Regions from separate parts of the Bombyx mori genome. Here region 2 is linked to region 1. The links are chromatin contacts, called in public Hi-C maps. All regions are on one chromosome and are shown on one strand. Each heading gives the region's core, a stretch centred on a gene start, on an enhancer-like site or on the middle of the called end of the contact. The rest is flanking DNA. Distances are from core to core; before and after follow the strand shown.

Region 1 (4,135 bases), core at 1,053-3,552:
CCCTGCCTATTTCGGCCGTGAAGCAGTAATGCGTTTCGGTTTGAAGGCTAGGGCAGCCGTTGTAACTATACCGATACCTTAGAACTTATATTTCAAGGTGGATGGCGCATTTACGTTGTAGATGTCTATCTATGGGCTCCAGTAACCACTTAACACCAGGTGGGCTGTGAGCTCGGCCACCCAACTAGGCAATTAAAAAAAAGTGTAACTAGTTACCACATCGTGAATATCGCCATGTATGTCGGCTTTAGACCGAAGTCTCTGTTGCATGGGCTGGAATAATCCTGCACGCCTTGCACTCAGCCCAGAACGTTCGATTGATACGCATCCGTGACCGCTGAACGCCTCAATTAGCATCAAAGCTACCAAATAGAGAAAAAGGGGGAAACGAGCAGCAGAAAGTACGTAGTTAAGCGAAAACAGTGAATGGACTAATACTGTGGGTGTAGGAAGTATAGTAGCCATTTGAGATTTTTTTTATTGCCTTTGTAGGCAGACGAGCATACGGCCCACCTGATGGTAGGTGGTCGCCGTCGCTCATGGACGTCAGCAATGCCAGGGACAGAGCCAAGCCGCTGCTTACCATTGAGATGCTTACGACTCTTCTATATAATACATAATGAAGGATCTTCTAGCGTCAAATTTGTAAAGAGATCTAAAACTGGCACTGACAATAATAATGTATTTATGAATAAAGCGGATGTTTTGCATGTAACGAGCTCACTACCCAATCGAAACTAAGTAACAATTGAAAAGCAATGCGATAAATCTGATTGGATTATTATAATAGAATAAGCTCTGTTAACAAATGGTTGCTTGCAGATATAGTCAGAAGGTAGTTGTAAAATTAAAATTACAAATGAACAACCCTCAAATATCTAAAATAAAATTGCCGTTGTTCTAAAATAGTGTCGTTAAGCAGTTTTTTTTGTCTACCTATTCTAATAACCTCGAGGGGTTATTCTAGATTCACCGAGCTAGTAGGTGAGCTAACGGCGCTCAAACCGAAAGTGTTGCTAACGCTGACTCTAGCAAGAACAGTGCTTCGCTGAATCTACCACCGGATCGGAAACGCGACCCACTGAGAAGATCCGGCGAGAAACTCAGTGGGCTGTGTATGGGTCAATTTACTTCGTCGAACCCTTCGTCGCAAGCGACCGGTTCGGTGAGGACGGTGACCGGTGTTTGAGGTACCTAAAAGTACCGATAATGGATTGGGAGGATCCGTAATGACGTGGTTATGCAGTGCTATTTTTATTTTCTACCTGTTCACTAGTAGCCTAAAGAGCTATTCCTGCTTATTGCGGATGGATAGGTGAGCTCACGGGCTCAACCTAAGAGAATTTGCTAACACTAGCCTTAGCCAAGAGCATTGCTTCCCAGAATCTACCACCGGATTGGAATCGCGACCCACTGATAATATACAGTGGAGGAGAAACTCAGTGGACTGGGGTGATTTCAACGATGTGACTGATCTCGTGGCTTAAGGAGAGAGGCGGAATTCACTGTATCTAATGTGTAGATTCTGGTAGACTTTAAACATTAAGAGCACCGTGAACTTGGCTGGCCAGACCAATAATAAACAAACAACGGTCGATTTCATGTTTGCCGAAATAATATTTTCAGAAATCATTATCATAACAAATTGTGAAAAGGGAAATTTCTTCCATTCGTCTCTCGGTAAATTTGAAATTTGCTCTTCGTGCGGCGGCATTTGCATAAATGAATATTTTCGTGTCAAATACATAATTTATTCTTAAGTGTCTTTGTGGTGAAATTAGAGGAACCTTTGTCGTAATGAATTGAATCGGCTATTATGTGTTTTCGCCACGAGCACGAAGTTCAAGAACGGTGACGTCATAATACCGTTAGTGAAAAGGGTCACGTGACTCGGGAGAAAACTGTAAAAGAAACGAAAGATTAAATGTGTAGAATACGGTTTACCAAAGTTTCCTCAAAAGCAATTCGTTAAACCGCGTTGAAACATGTTTTCCTTATAGCTTGGGCTTGATTCCGCGCATCTGCACAATATTATTCTTTGGCCAATAGTACCGGGTACACCTCATATATTGTTCACTTATCGGTTCCATTCTGCACATTCTGTATGTTTACCCGGCCGGGCGTACTTTTGCCATAAAATCCTTATCTGCCCGCATTGCGAATCCGGTTGCGGCCATTTCCATATTCAGATTGGCGTTTCGACGACGGATATTTCTGATTTTTTTTTTCTCTCTATATCTGTTGTCCGTGATCAGTAGGCGGCCAGTCACGTCCGTTCGGGATACTCTCTGGGTAATGTTTCTGTGTTGGCTTTGTTTCTTTATCCGCTATTGTTCGGTTCTTCGATGTTGCTTTAGTGGAGTTTCAATTGTGTCTTTGGACAGATTTTATTTACGAAATAATTAGCTACGTCCATTCAATGATATGTGATGTTTTGTTGGACGCGTGGCTAATTCATTAGGCGGAAGTTTTTAAATGTGTACCCGGTAATTGCAAGTTTCATTTTTATTCCTTTGTGTTCCGGTCTATCCTACCACAAAGAATGGCATAGAAATAAGCAATTTTAAGAATACGGTTTATCCAATCAAACATTTAAATTTTTCTGATTTGAAACAAGTTTGAAAATATGAATGAAAGCAAAATTTCTTGTGATTTATGATTTCTTACACATCACCTCCATTATTCTGTTTATATTAGTGACGAAACAGCACAATAGCCGATGATAGCCACTTCAACACAAGGATCTACAGCAAGAGACTACAGCAAAAAAAAGTTAATAAAAATTGCTATGTAGCCAGTAGGTGTTTGAAACTGTAACTTCGCTCGTTCATTATTGTATGTTAAATGGAGAAAAATCATTATGTATTATATTGCATTTTTACAAATTGGAAGCAAATTGGCGGAAATAAACTAACATCTTGGTTTGTTGAAAGTCGTCTGCAAATATAGCAGAATGAGATCTACTCAAGATTTGTTTGTAAGTAAGGCTTTGTATATATTGTAATTTTTTTCTTTCTTGTCTCATAACAATTTTAGTGTATAAAAATTGCTTTAAGCATAGGTTTTTGTTTTGCGTGAAATTTAAGTATTCGACCCGCATATTTGTTGAGGCAAGTCTTGTGTGCTTTTTTATTTTTTAATTTATTGCTTAGATGTGTGGACGAGCCCATAGTCCACCTGGTGTTAAGCGGTTAGTGGAGCCCATAGACATCTACAACGTAAATGCGCCACCCACCTTGAGATATAAGTTCTAAGGTCTCAAGTATAGTTACAGCGGCTGCCCCTACCCTTCAAACTGAAACGCATTACTGCATCACGGCAGAAATAGGTGGGGTGGTGGTACCTACCCGCACGGACTCAAAAGAGGTCCTACCAGTAAAGTCGTTTGCTGTCGTCAAAGTGCACCGAAAGAAATAGCGCATGTATTTCACTTCCATCCCAAACATGCAATCAGCAAAAAATTGACGAATCCCTCGTGCTAGACAGACATAAAGAACAATGCACCACCGGTTTGAACGATTACAGTGATTTTAATTATTGTCTAAATTTTCACCACCTGCTATTCAAATTTAGATAAATATGAAAACAGATTAGAAGTATGAGAAGTAGAAAAAAAAATCGTACGAAATAAATACAAAATATATACGAAACATCTCGTAATCAAATTCTCAACCTAACCGTCGATTTAGCTCGTTCTAAACAAACGAATGTGCACAAACCTCAACTCAGCGTACACTCGGAACCGTGTGCAAATAAAACGGAAACATCCCAAACTTGTATGCAAACAAAGACCGGGTAACTTAGACTAATAAAGTACAAACACTGCGGGACGATGTTGGCGCCCACCGTGGTACACTTGTACCCTTCGAATCTTCGCTGTCTCCGCGCAATTAGGGATATTTTAATTAACTTTATGAACAAACGACTATACAGAATCCTATTCTGTTAATTGAATAGGTGGCTCCGCCCGAATGGTACTCCGTTTGTTTGTAAAGGCCATTTATTTAATACCTCCCGCCCGCTTGCGCGTTAATTGATATTGCCGTCAATATACGGCATTTAAGTCGCTAGTATTCATAAATTTATAAAAAACGTTTGTTCATTGATCGTTACGTCAATTACAATGCACACGTTA
Region 2 (4,135 bases), core at 451-2,950, 48 kb before region 1:
GGCAGGCTCGTTCTGAACTAAGGGGTATCCTGGAACACCAGTAGCATCGCCCTGTCCTCGGGTGGCGCCGCGAGTCTGCAGTATTGACAGCGGGAAGCCACGCCTATGGGGCACCTGGGGTATGTAGAGCTTGACGGTCAGCATATGCTAGAAGCAGACTACGGGTACAGGATGGTATTTAGGGCCCTACCAGGACTCATAGCTATCGAACATCGTAGCTACGACAATCGACAGTGACAGGTCCAGTCTGACAACAGCGACGCAGCGTTGCTTCGTGATAATAGGGCTGATAATAGGGCCTTTGTAACTATACTTGAGACCTTAGAACTTCTATCTCAAGGTGGGTGGCGCATTTACGTTGTGGATGTCTATGGGCTCCAGTAACCACTTAACACCAGGTGGGCTGTGAGCTCGTCCACCGATCTAAGCAATAAAAAAAAGTGTGTGCTCCGCCGTGTCGCTTCACGAGTATGTTCTTATGATCTTTCTCGGTGGTAGGGTCCTGATGCCACACTGGTAGATACCACCCCAAATGTTATTTACTAGCTGTGACTCACAGCTTCGCGCGTTATCTAGGGAAAGTGTCAATAATTTTATCCTAAAGATAATAAAACTATTTCCCGTCGCAATTAGGTGTTTTTTCGAGATAAAAGATACATAAGTCACAGAACAAAACTTAGCTTTAAAAAAAAAAAAAATTATACTTAATTTTTTTCCCGGGCACTTTAAAGTAATTACAATATTGTAATAACATACTTCAATATTTTCACTCCCACAATTGAGATTATTAACTATTAATAAAATATAACATCCCATATCATTTTGAAATTCGTGAAATAACTGCTGTTGAGCTGAACTGTAGAGAAATATTATTTTATCCTTTCTCTTTTTTCGTGGAAATATTGAATTAATATTGCTATTCATAGCATACGCTCCAAAAACATTATCCATCCGGATCTTCTTAGTGAGTCGGGATTCTGATCCGGTGGTAGATTCTGCGAACTAATCTTGCTAGGGCCAGTGTCAGCAAGCTCTCTGAGGTTGAGCCCCGAGATTTCACCTACCTGCCAGAGAGTAGTTGGAATAGGTAGAGAAAAAACAATATCCTCTTTAAGCAGTTGGTTAAAAAGTAGAAAACAAAATTTGGACCAAGTATTTATATATGTAGCGTATAGTGCCATCTAGCAAGAAAAAACCTAAACATTAATGCGAAGATTTTACACACTACTTAATTTTTTTGTAATTTATTATTTTGCAATTATATTTTGAACTATTTGTAGATTTTTTCTGTAATAGACTTAGTAAAAGCTTAAAATTTATTTTAGTTTCGTCTTTTAATTATATTTTTTATCTGTGTGCAAATTACTAGATAACGCGGCGCCATCTGTGAATTAATATTAAAACGACATTTGACACTTATGCTAAAACAGCTCCACAGAGAGGAACATAGGTATTGAATTTGATTGCAAAACAATTAAGTTTTGCAAAAGCATTCAGATTCGAAACTCTTAATTGAAATGTTTTCCTTTAACAGTAATTTTGTTCATAAATTGAATAATAAAAAATATATTTTCTTTACATTTTAAAATTGCCGCCATCTGTCAGCAACATATCCGCCATTTTGTGAACCCCGCGACAGGAAGTGACTGTTGTAGGTGCTACGCAGGCGCAAATTGACCTTTCGGTTGAAGAACCCGTCGGTCACATGTGAGTGTCGATAAATATCTTAGTTTTATTGTGAAGCTTTAATAAATAGTTATCTTTTTGATTTTGTAAGTATTTTTAATGGTGAACTTAAATATGTGAAAGTGCTGCGTTGCCACCGTGTGAAATTTGTGTAAATAATAAAAAACGTATGTGTCGCGGCGCCGGCACGTTTGTCATATTGTAACTTTTCATTGTATCTGTTTTGAAATGTTGATGAAGTATAAATAATTTGTGGCACTTCATTGTCCTTTTTATATGTGTAGATGAAAATATCTATGTTTTTCGAAATGTGTGCTAACAAGAAACGGATACCCAATGTGCCCCTTTTCCGAAGCCACATGTGAGGAGACCACACTACACGGCTTTATAGAGTCCAATAAGGATATTCCCAGCTTAATTTCACTCAATAAATCTTGCTATTTGTATTATCTGATCGTTGTTCGTATTTCTTTGGATATCTTTGGGTTATCATGTTTTCTTCTGGGTTCGATAGGTGGGGTTAGGCAACGTACGATTTTGAAAAAAGTGCACAAGCGCAGCGGGGACCTATTGCAGTCTGTATTATTACTTGTGTTGTATGCACTAGACATTTCGCGTTGATCCTCGGAGTGACTGTGAGTAAGTTTAATGACTCACTTCTTGTTGTTGGATTGGATATATTTATCTAATTGCTTCTTTTACATACACGAATATTGTGGAAGGTCCTTATTGATAATTGCTTTTCAAACATATGATTACATATGCTTCGGTGTTTTCGAGTCTAGGATGTGTCTAGATTAATGTCTTCTAGAGCCTAATGTAATATTAATAGATTTAATTGACTTCCATGATAATCTTATCTGAGTCTGAGGTTTCCTTTCCTGTTCACATGTCTGCTTTCTTAGCAGATTTGAACTTATTTCACCTGTCATCTATTGATAATATTTTTCTAAAATGGTGATGTTTATGAGCCTACAACTAAAAATACCATTATTGCATTTTATTCATCAGTATCAAAGCTTTATTTCTATAGATTGTAGTAATGAACATTGAGGTGTAATTGAAACAGCTGTTTGTATATAATGCCAGTGATGTAGATGCTATTCTAGTCTTGTTAATGTCAATGGACAGTCTATATTGTTTTGTTTTTCAGGTGTTTTACATAATAAGTAAAATCAACTAATATTTATCATTTTCAACTGTTTTGAAGCAATCTTAATTAAATGATTATGAAAGCTTAAAAATAAAGATAAAAAGATTGTTTAATCAGTGGTCTCACCACATTCCATTCATTCGAATCATGTTTATTAGAAATAGAAAAAATAATTAAAATCGTAAAAAATTTAATCATTTTACTTTCAACATTATTGAAAATGTACCATGTGCTTTCACACGTAAACAAAGAGAACCTAAGTTCAATGACATAAAAGTCAATAGCCTAACTAACTGTAATATTAAACACTACTAGTCTGATTATGAATCACAGTTCAACTGATTTTTTGATGCTTTTTTTTATGTCAAATGAGAATGTCCCTTTCATCTATCAGACTGCAATTATTGCAACATTGAAGACAGGCAGCCATTGCTTGTGTATTTTACTTTTCATTTTCCACTTCAGTTATCCTATTATTTAAACTAAGAAATGTTTATATAATAATGATTAAAGACTGCAGTTTTTCATTTAATAAATGCATGTTAAAACAGATCATATATTGGTTATAAAAAGTTCTAAATAAATCAATTAAAATAACAAACTTATTTAGAAGTTCCTATAATTATAATATTCTTACAAATATTTGTTATTAAAAATATTATTGCATTGTCATTTCAACAGATCATTCCTGACCGTTGTTAAATTCAAAACACAACAATGGGTGACATCGAAGACACACACTTTGAGACCGGAGACTCCGGGGCCTCAGCCACCTTCCCCATGCAATGTTCGGCCCTGCGTAAAAATGGTTTCGTTATGCTGAAGGGTCGTCCATGCAAGATTGTTGAAATGTCCACATCCAAAACCGGAAAGCACGGCCACGCTAAAGTTCACTTGGTTGGGATTGATATCTTCAATGGTAAAAAGTAAGTAATTCAGTAATTTTAGTAATGCAGCATTTGAATTTGTAATACAAAACCAAGGCTTGTGACAGGTACCAAAAGCTAAATTCATACCCAATACATGTTCACGAAACTACTTCCATAGCATTCACTGTGTGATCAGGAGAAATAATATTTGAAAAAAATGTAGCCTGGAAATAATTTACAAATTTGTCTGTCTGCTTATTGCAGTCAAATAATTGCATTAAGTATAGTAAAACACTAAAATGCGCGTACTTCGAGTTCAATACTATGGAAGTTTGACGATGATTACTTACTGCTCCCTTAGTCCATCACTTAACTCATCGCCTCTCTATGTCAGGGCCTTAGGTTCGATTTCCACCTATAGTTACAG

Evidence for each region. A called contact is a pair of places that touch in the nucleus more often than the background predicts.
Region 2: a contact with region 1 is called in a Hi-C map of middle silk gland, with 2.7 times the contacts expected there. The contact joins the promoter of LOC693075 here to the enhancer-like site in region 1. A contact is called at or near these places in 2 of 7 Hi-C or Micro-C datasets (middle silk gland and midgut).

What each region holds. Positions count from the first base shown.
Region 1 is chr3:2,843,163-2,847,297 of ASM3026992v2, reverse strand. All of the region lies in intron 3 of Apkc (atypical protein kinase C), which reads left to right. Among protein-coding and RNA genes, the nearest start is that of Apkc, 7.1 kb to the left of the region's middle. Within about 2 kb of position 2,302, at least 4 of the 8 cell types and tissues checked have open chromatin away from gene starts, as enhancers often do.
Region 2 is chr3:2,890,407-2,894,541 of ASM3026992v2, reverse strand. It overlaps LOC693075 (translation initiation factor 5A), which reads left to right and starts at 1,700. Exons shown (of 4, transcript NM_001044073.1): 1 at 1,700-1,772; 2 at 3,521-3,765. The coding sequence starts at 3,557.